Regions from separate parts of the Mus musculus genome. Here all the other regions are linked to region 2. The links are chromatin contacts, called in public HiChIP or PLAC-seq maps. All regions are on one chromosome and are shown on one strand. The core of a region is the stretch at or near the end of the contact, and the rest is flanking DNA. Distances in the headings are between cores, read along the strand shown. Region 1 holds the start of H6pd (hexose-6-phosphate dehydrogenase (glucose 1-dehydrogenase)). Region 2 has its middle 15 kb from the start of Clstn1. Region 3 overlaps H6pd (hexose-6-phosphate dehydrogenase (glucose 1-dehydrogenase)).

What was found. HiChIP or PLAC-seq counts read pairs in DNA pulled down with a chosen protein or histone mark.
Region 1: a contact with region 2 is called in a FOXA1 HiChIP or PLAC-seq map of pancreatic cancer cells. The contact joins the promoter of H6pd here to the enhancer-like site in region 2. A contact is called at or near these places in 2 of 39 promoter capture datasets (the C10 cell line and hippocampal neurons), 1 of 484 Hi-C or Micro-C datasets (embryonic stem cells), 1 of 115 datasets of contacts at active chromatin or transcription factors (pancreatic cancer cells) and 1 of 9 other capture datasets (liver).
Region 3: a contact with region 2 is called in a FOXA1 HiChIP or PLAC-seq map of pancreatic cancer cells. The contact joins two enhancer-like sites. A contact is called at or near these places in 1 of 39 promoter capture datasets (pre-B cells), 2 of 115 datasets of contacts at active chromatin or transcription factors (the 3134 cell line and pancreatic cancer cells) and 2 of 9 other capture datasets (embryonic stem cells and liver).

What each region holds. Positions count from the first base shown.
Region 1 is chr4:150,001,797-150,004,496 of GRCm38.p6, forward strand. It overlaps H6pd (hexose-6-phosphate dehydrogenase (glucose 1-dehydrogenase)), which reads right to left and starts at 1,440. Exons shown (of 5, transcript NM_001291004.1): 1 at 1,236-1,440.
Region 2 is chr4:149,570,393-149,573,232 of GRCm38.p6, forward strand. No RefSeq gene overlaps it. Among named protein-coding and RNA genes, the nearest start is that of Clstn1, 15 kb to the right of the region's middle. Within about 2 kb of position 1,404, at least 91 of the 459 cell types and tissues checked have an H3K27ac peak or open chromatin away from gene starts, as enhancers often do. A contact at or near this core is called in hippocampal neurons and pancreatic cancer cells, where this site is marked.
Region 3 is chr4:149,978,549-149,981,377 of GRCm38.p6, forward strand. H6pd (hexose-6-phosphate dehydrogenase (glucose 1-dehydrogenase)) reads right to left here. Exons shown (of 5, transcript NM_001291004.1): 5 at 926-2,829. Among named protein-coding and RNA genes, the nearest start is that of H6pd, 23 kb to the right of the region's middle. Within about 2 kb of position 1,348, at least 206 of the 459 cell types and tissues checked have an H3K27ac peak or open chromatin away from gene starts, as enhancers often do. A contact at or near this core is called in pancreatic cancer cells, where this site is marked.

The DNA of each region.
Region 1 (2,700 bases), core at 190-2,689, 430 kb after region 2:
ACCACAGTAGTGGCGTCATGGGGCTAAATACAGAGGCAAGGTTACACCCTGATCCCCAGAGTGAGACCAGGACAGCCAGGGATACAGAGAGAAATCCTGTCTGGAAAACCAAAACAACAGCTACAACAACAACAGAAGAGGGTGGAAGACAGTTTCCTGTATAACAAATTTTATTCATACCAACAGCTGGAACAGGACATGGTAACCCAAGCCCACAGTCTCAGTCTTTAGGAGTCAGGAGGATTGTGAGTTCAAGGTTAGCCTGGGCTACTTAGCAACCCCATGTCAAAAGAAAGAAAAGCAGAAGGGGTGGGGAGTAGGGTGGAGGCTGGAGAGATGACTCGGCACTTTAGAGGACCCAGTCCCAGCAGCCACACGGTGGCTCGGAACCATCCCTAACGGCAGTTCCAGGGGACCCTACACTAAGTATACACATGGTGCGCGTACAGACATGGGGACACACGAGATAAAACAGGCGGTGGGAGTCAGCAAGCAGGAGGGCACGCGGGCTTGCTCTGGGCAAGAATGCATTACTCTGACAGGCCGTCCTGGGAGAGACTCGCCCTTTAGACAGAGGCCCTGCTAACATTCCAGAAGGGGAAAGACTGATCTGGCCAGCCATGGTGAACAGGGGCAGAGTCCAGCTCCATCTTCCTGTCACCCTCACTGGAAAGAGGCACATGGCCAGCCATCCCAAAGCTGTCCCTGCCCAGTCCAGCAGCACCAAGAGGCAGGGCTGGTGCGGGCTAGTTACAGTCTCTATGCCCACAGACATGGGTGGGAGGGTGAGTGAGAGAGATCAGGAGCCACTACCTACCTCCCCTTCCCTACTCTACCCCCTCAGATACCATTGACAAAGCTGCTTCCCATGGATGGGGCAAGAAGAGGGGTGCCTCTAATCACAGCCCCAGAATCTGGACTTTTAAAAAGAAATTGGGGGGCTGGAGAGATGGCTCTGTGGTTAAGAGCACTGGCTGCTCTTCCAGAGGACCCGGGGTTCAATTCTGAGCATCCACACGGCAGTTCACAACTGTCTGTAACTCCAGTTCCAGGGGATCGGACACCCTCACACAGACACATATGCAGGCAAAACACCAATGCACAAAAAATAAAAATAAATACTAATTTTAAAAGGATTGGAAAAGAAACAAGAATTCAGATGAAAGAACATTTAGAAAATCATCCTTATCAGCCAAGCGTCCCCTCCAGTTCCGGGGCTCCGACGCCAAACTTACCAGTGCAGGCAAAGAACACAACCTGGTGTCAGTCAACCCTGGTCTGCATTTGGTCCCCTCATGGCCAATCTGGGGACCAGCACTTCCAGATGAAGCTCTCCTCTAAGTCCAAAGAGCCCTTTCTCCGGCCTCCTCTAAAGATAACTGGGAGCCCGGAGGAGCACTCAAAGCCCCTTTGAACCTTTTTGCAATGTTTTGATTGCAAAATTTCCGGTATTTTTCCCAGCTGGTTGTTAAACACAGCCATTAATAAAGTGAAATTACATAAATGAATAACCAACCAAATTCCATTAAGAACAAAGGTCAATAGACACTCAAAACTTATGTTTCCTGATCACGGGATCACTTTTTGCTGTCATGTATGCTCTTGATAATGGCTCATTAGGGGGACATCTATAACCCAGATATTGGCAAAGATCATAAATCAAGTTCCCCGGCCCCACCTCCCACATAGCAGCTGCTCAGCACTGGCCAGCCAGTTGCTATCGTGTGGCCAAACCGGTATTTCCTGGCTGCACTTTCCCACCTCACTCCAGAGTGGTCAATCAACTCATACTCAGATCAGAGCTCTGATCACATTAGTTGAATGCTGACTGGGTTTAGGCACATCTAAATCCAACTGGTTTATTAACCACAATTTAAATTACTCCCTCCTTGCCCTCCCCACATCTCCCCTCCCTGTCTCCCCTTCCCTTCAGGTTTGTGGTTCTTTGTTTTTGAGACAAGGCATCTCTATGTAGCCCAGGCTGGCCTCAGGCCTGGTATGCTCCAGCCCTGTCCTCCTTGGCACTGGGATTTCTGGCATGGCCTACCACATCTCTCAACTTGCTTCAAATGCTGTCTCCACCAGTCCCAGTAAACACAACATACTCAGATCATAAACCTTAGCGGTGTCTGGTCTGTTGGCAGATACAGGTGTCCACCTTCAAACCCTATTTGGGGGCAGCTCGGGTGTCTGCCACCAATCCTGATGACCTGAGTTCCCGCCACAGGAACCGCAGGGTAGAAGATGAGATCCAGCTGCACAGCCTGTCCTCTGAGCTCCACATGTGCACACACACACACACACACACACACACACACACACACGTACACACACACACACACACACACACACACACACGTGCACACAAACACAACAAAGCTCACACAGGTTTGGAGCACAGTGTCTCTCACTGCCTCTGTCTGTCCTGCCATCTCCTCTGTCTGGATTACTGCAGAACGCCCCCCCCCCCCCATAGCTTCCTATGGCCCCTGCAGAGCTGAGCCTAGCACAGGGGCCAGAGTGACCCTCACTGTTGGTAAGAAAGAGTCTACACAATCTAGCATCTTACCATCATCTCTTTGACCTCCTGTACTATTCTGGCCATCCTCCTGCCTCGGGGCCTTTGTTCTGGCTCTTCTCTCTGAGCTGCGTTCCCCCACAGGTACTCACATGGCACCTTAGCTCACCAGCTTCAGCAAG
Region 2 (2,840 bases), core at 154-2,653:
GGAAGAAGAAGAGGAAGAGGAGAGCTGAGTGGCACCCTGTGTGCCCAGCACCCTCCTGCTTTCTTCTACCACCCAAAGGGACCCAAGGCCCAGGCTGCTACTCTGTTCCTAGACTGGGAGCCCCAGGCTTACTGAAGATGGGAACTCACATTAGGGTAGCCCCAGAGGCACACATTAGGAGCAGAACATAGGTCTCTGGGTCCATGTTTCTTAATCTGGAATGTACGAACAACAGTGACACTTACCTCAGCAGCTGTTGTCTGCATTTATCAGCCACGGTGTGCCAACAGTGGGATCATGTGGTACAGCGTGGGGAGCAACCTGCCTTGGGGCTCAGGCCACGGTGACTGGAGAGATTTTCAAGATGATAGGAAGTAAAGGTCTGGGCTGGAGAGATGGCTCAGCAGTTAAGAGCACTGGCTGTTCTTCCAGAGGTCCTGAGGTCAATTCCCAGCAACCACATGGTGGCTCACAACCATCTATAACGGGATCAGACGCCCTCTTCTGGTGTGCATGAAGAGAGCAATGGTGTACTCACATATATACAATAAATAAATATCTTAAAAAAACAAAACAATAAACAAATGATAACTTAATCTTCTCCCCATGCTTGCTCTATGCAGGAGCTGCTCTGACTCTGAGCCTGAAAAAAAGCCATCCCCAACCTTTTTCTCCTCCTTGTCCCCTTTAGGGAGGACAACCCTGGCTGATGGCCCTACTCATGGTCTGGGACAGAGGACAGCTTGGTGAAACTTCCCTCCAGGATGGGCAGTGCCCCCAGTCCAGGCACCTCTAATTTCTGCACCCAGCCTCAGAACAACAGTCAGAGGGATGTATCATCTTCACACTGAAGAAGAATCCTGTCGGCCTGGATGGTGGTGGCTGCTGTTGCTCTAACCTGGCAGTGCAGGAGGATCTGTGATGCACGTGGTGTGCCCCAGGCAGCACCAGGGTGTACCTTGGCTCAGGAGCTAGGAAGTGGGGTGAGAAAACAATGAGGTAGTAAAAATAGTCCTTTGTTTACGTAGTCCACATCCTTGTGTGTCCTTGCATGAAACAGAAACCACAGCCACGAGACTGGAGACTCCGGGATGAGTCTTGGTGGAAGGGGTTCAGGCTACAGTGCAGGAGAGCCTAGCTGGGCAGGAGTGGGTACATACACCCTTGCAGGATCCCAAGTAGCCTCCTAGGTTACCTTCATGGCAAAGGACTTTTGTGTGGCCCCTTAGAGAGACCTTGCTTCCAGCCCAAGCCCTGGACTCTTGAAGGGCCCCGTAGGTCATGACTGCTCCTTCCCCTTTTCCTCTTCTTAGCTTAGGCTGCCTGTTCCCAGGGATATTGCATTATCCTAGGGGACTCGGTAATCTGTGAGCTCATTTCAAGCTGACACACCTACCCAGGAAGTGCTGAAGCTGTCTGCCAAGAAGCGCTGACCTGGTACAGGCAGCCTAGAGTCTGTCTCTAAGGGCTTCTGTCTAGAACCTTCCTCCAGATCTTTCGGGAAATTCCCCAAAGCATGCAGCTACCTACCGAGGTGAGCCCCAAGCCTTTGGCAGGCACCCAGGACTCCCCTGGAATCCTGGAGAGTTAACCCAACCCACTCTGAGCGAACTGGGCTCCTGCCAGGTCAGAGCTGGTCAGGACCTGCTCTCGGCTGAAAGGGCAGAAGTGTAAGATCCAGCCCTGCCCTTGAGTTGCTGAAGTTGCTGGAGACAGAAAAATCCTCATCACCCGGAGGATGGCATGTCATGACAAGCAGAACCAGGCTTGCCAGCAGGGAGGGACACTGTCCCTTTGGAACCTCTGCACATGCCCAAGGGGACTTTCTCTACTTTTCCCTTGGCTGATTGGGAAAGTCAGGGAAGGTACGGAGGCCTGTGAGTCTGATGGTCCCTGGCCCAGAAGGCTTCAGGAGTGGAAACCCCACAGAAACTGATTTGTCCAGACTAGCCCAGAAGTTTTGTGGAAAAGCCAGCTCTGTTCCACCACCATCCCAGTCCCAGTCGGGGGTTCCCCAATATGTTGGAGAGCAGCAACCAGCACCCGTTCAGGCTTGATTTTTTTTCCAGCTCCGCCCCCCCCCCCCCCCCCCCCCCCCGTCGTACACACCACCACCCCCGTCCCCCAAGCCCCAAGCTGTGAAGCTGTGTTTTTCTAGGCCCCTAGGGAAGAGGAGGAGGCTGAGAAGGACTGTCCCGCCCAGTTGTGTTGGCTGGCATTGAGGATTTACCCAGTCCTCCTCAGGAGCTGAGGCTTATGTGCCAGGAGGCAGAAAGGCTTAGGGGATTACTCTCTGGAGGTCAGCAGGGGGCCACACGGGGAAGACTGGGGCACCAAGGAGAGCATCAGACTCACCGGGAGTCAGGGCTGGGTTTGTACCTCCCCCTCCTTCCCATACCTTTCCTTTCGTCTGAGCCTCAGGGAGCCCGTAAGACACATTATTGCCAATTCCTCTTTAACATTCCTATTTAAGTAACTTCTAGCCATATAGATTGTATTTCTCTGCTCCCTTTAAGTCTGGCCCTAACTTGCCTTATCTAGATAATGAAATATACGCAATACGCTGAAGAGCCACTCTGGGTGGCAGCTTTGCAAGCCACTCTGTAGCATTCCAGAGGCGGCTGCCCGGTCAGCCTGTGTCCTGGCAGAGTTCCCTCCTTCTCCATGTATGAGGAAGGAACCACGGTGCTTCAGGCTCTGGGTGGCTCGGCCTTGTTTGTTTCTGCAGAACAACCCTCTGCTTGAGTTGCCTTTGGCGTCTTTTAAGCGGTTGAAGTCTAGGAGGCAGGCCTATGCCTGATCTAACAAAGAGTGAGCTGGTCTCCAGTTCCAATGGCTCT
Region 3 (2,829 bases), core at 98-2,597, 410 kb after region 2:
GGCTCTGTGGTTAAGAGCACTGGCTGCTCTTCCAGAGGACCTGGGTTCAATTCCCAGCACCCACATGGCAGCTCACAACTGTCTGTAACTCCAGTTCCAGGGCATCTGATACCCTCACACAGACACATAGGCAGGCAAACATGCACATAAAAATTTTAAAATCATTTAAAAAAAAAAAGAAGAAGAAGCAAGAAATTAACAAGATGGGACTACTTAAAGTGCAGTTACCAGGAACATTTGCCTGGAATTAGAAATCAGGATCTAGCCTGGAGATGCTAACTGGCATGTCGCCCCAAGGAGGACAACTTCTGCCATTTGTATGCCCCTGTGTCCTTCCCATAGTGGACTCACAGGCCTACCCAAGGAACCTGACTCAGCCATGTGAGCCCTTCATGGGTCCCCTGGAAAGGAACAGGCCCCACAGGGTGCTGGCATGGCTTCTAGAATCTAACATACAGTTTCTGGACAACACTGGACATTTTCCCAGTTTCAAATCTTCAGTCACTAAGGCCCTGCCACGTGGCACACTGGGCTATTGGCAGGACAAGGTGTGCCTGTGCATAGCATTTAGCATCTGCCCATCAGTGGGGAGACCACAGAGCCACCAGGCAAGGTGCAGACTTTTGCTTCCATTGTTTCAACAGGGAGTGAGCAGGGTGCAGTTAGAAGATCCCAGGCGGGGTCAGAGCCAGCCCAGGGTTACGGCCTGCAGGCCAGTGCTAAGCCACAGCTACAGGGACCCTAAGGGAGCCAGAAGTGAATCCAGGGAGGGAAGGCTGTGTCCCAGACACAGTGACCACATGTCCCTCTTCCCTTCCCCAGGAACCTGGACACCTTGTCCTGTCTTCCCAGCCTCAGATCCCCACTTCCAGACAGGCAGGAGGCTGGCAAAGGCTGTATTCGTCACACTGTTTATCAACTCAATGTTAAGTGGTTTGCAAGCAACAATTTTTTAATGAAAATTTTTAAAAAAATAGAGGGTATCCCAGGTCTTAAGGCTGAGAGCTCCTTCCTGAGACAGATTCGTACACAGATGTGACTGATTGGTAAAGCCCTGCTGGCTGTGGATGATGGTTCAGAAAGTCTGAAGAGCAGCATCTTCCGTGGTCCTGGCTCTGAACATCACTCCTTCCTAACCCGGGGCAGAAAGGGAAAGGGCACACACAGGTGCATGCCAGAGAACACAGACAATGTCCCCCACCAACCTTTCCAATGAAATTTTATTTGTGCTTGCTTCCGGAAAGGAGATCTTTGGTATTTCCCCCACACTGGCCTCCCCTGTGCAGAGACTCCCCACAGACAGAGGCGAGTCATTCATCTGGATAAGAACGGGACATTCTAGGCTCAGGCTGGGCAGTGACTCACCGTTATTCAGAATGGTGACACAGAGCCTGGGCACCCTCTCTCCTGAGGCATGCAAGGCCCCTTGCTCTCTGATGTTGCAACTGCAGAAGGCCGAGTCCCTAAGAACTGATGAAAACGCACTGGGCTAAGACGCCTGAGAGGCAGTGAGCAAGAAAAGCGAAGAAAAGACGTTTGGCACTAAAACCCGCCTCCTGGGTGGAATGTGAGTGGTGGCACGTGGGCTCCCCCACATGGCTAAAGGTGGAACTTCACCTGCGACTACCTGCATCCAAGCCTGAGCAAAGCAGGCCAGGAAAGGACCCCAGGGCGTTCCTCTTTTCTGCCAAGGAATAGAGGTGTTCTGTCAGTCTGGGTCACTGGAGGTCAGAGTAAGCAGAATTTCAACAAGAGTGCCTTTCATACAGAGCCCTCAGCTCAGGCTACACTCTATGCACACATCTCTAGTGAAAGCAAGAATTCTTTTCCATGTGCTGTCTGGGAGAAAGTACAATCAAATAAAAGGAGAGAAACAGATTTCCTGACGCTCCTCATCACAGGAAACCTCTCTATGGGAAAATTCTGAAAGACACGGAGACTCTGTGACTGACACATAGGTAACTGTGAGGACGGGCCATCCTAACCCTTCTGGGCCTTCCCTTGTTCACATGACTCAGCAGGAGGCCTAAATGAAAACTGTATGTGCCCTGAAATGTTTATGTTGTTGGCCCTGGAGGGGACTGAAGTTAGGAGCTGCCTGTAGTGTTCCCAGTGGTACCAGGTTCGTCAGTAAGAATGGTGGAGATGCCCGGCAGAGGAGGGGCTGCTGCCAGACTTGAAGCCAGAGAGAGGTAGTGTGAGGAGGGCTAGCTGCAGTCTGCCCTGATGCTGGCAATTGGCCACATAAGCCCTAGAAAGAGGCTGTGATCTGGAGTCACCCCCGACCCAGGAGCAGACAGAGCCCTCCCGTCTAGATAGATCAGAGATGCCCGACAGCCCAATGACAGCATAACAGTTCTTAGTGGGAAAGGGAGCCCCGGTCTCTAGATCTGGGGGAACTTCTGACGTGGCAGTGTCTGTGTCTGTAGAGAGGGAGAGGCTGAGGGGTAATGGGGAATACTGAGGACAGTGGGTGTCCTCCCAGAGTAGACAGAAGCTGCCCGGAGGAGCGCTGGATCTCAGCTAGGTGCACAGAGGGATGATGGGATACCAGAAGAGGCAAGGCGCCCGGTGCAGGCTCAGGATTGTGTCTACTCTGCTGGCCTGGCTCAGAGCAAGACATTCACCAGGAGTCTCTGCACCCTGCTCCCCATCAACACTGGCCCCTCTTTCCACAGAAACCAGTTTGAAGATCGCAGGCCAGTCTTGGCAGGCCACTTTGGTTCTTTAGCGTGGAGCCTTCGCCCAGTCTTACTGTGTGTTGTAGCTACTGGTGTGTAACTGCTGGAGGCCTTAGTCCCTCTCCTATCTGGGTTTTGAGGCCAGAGC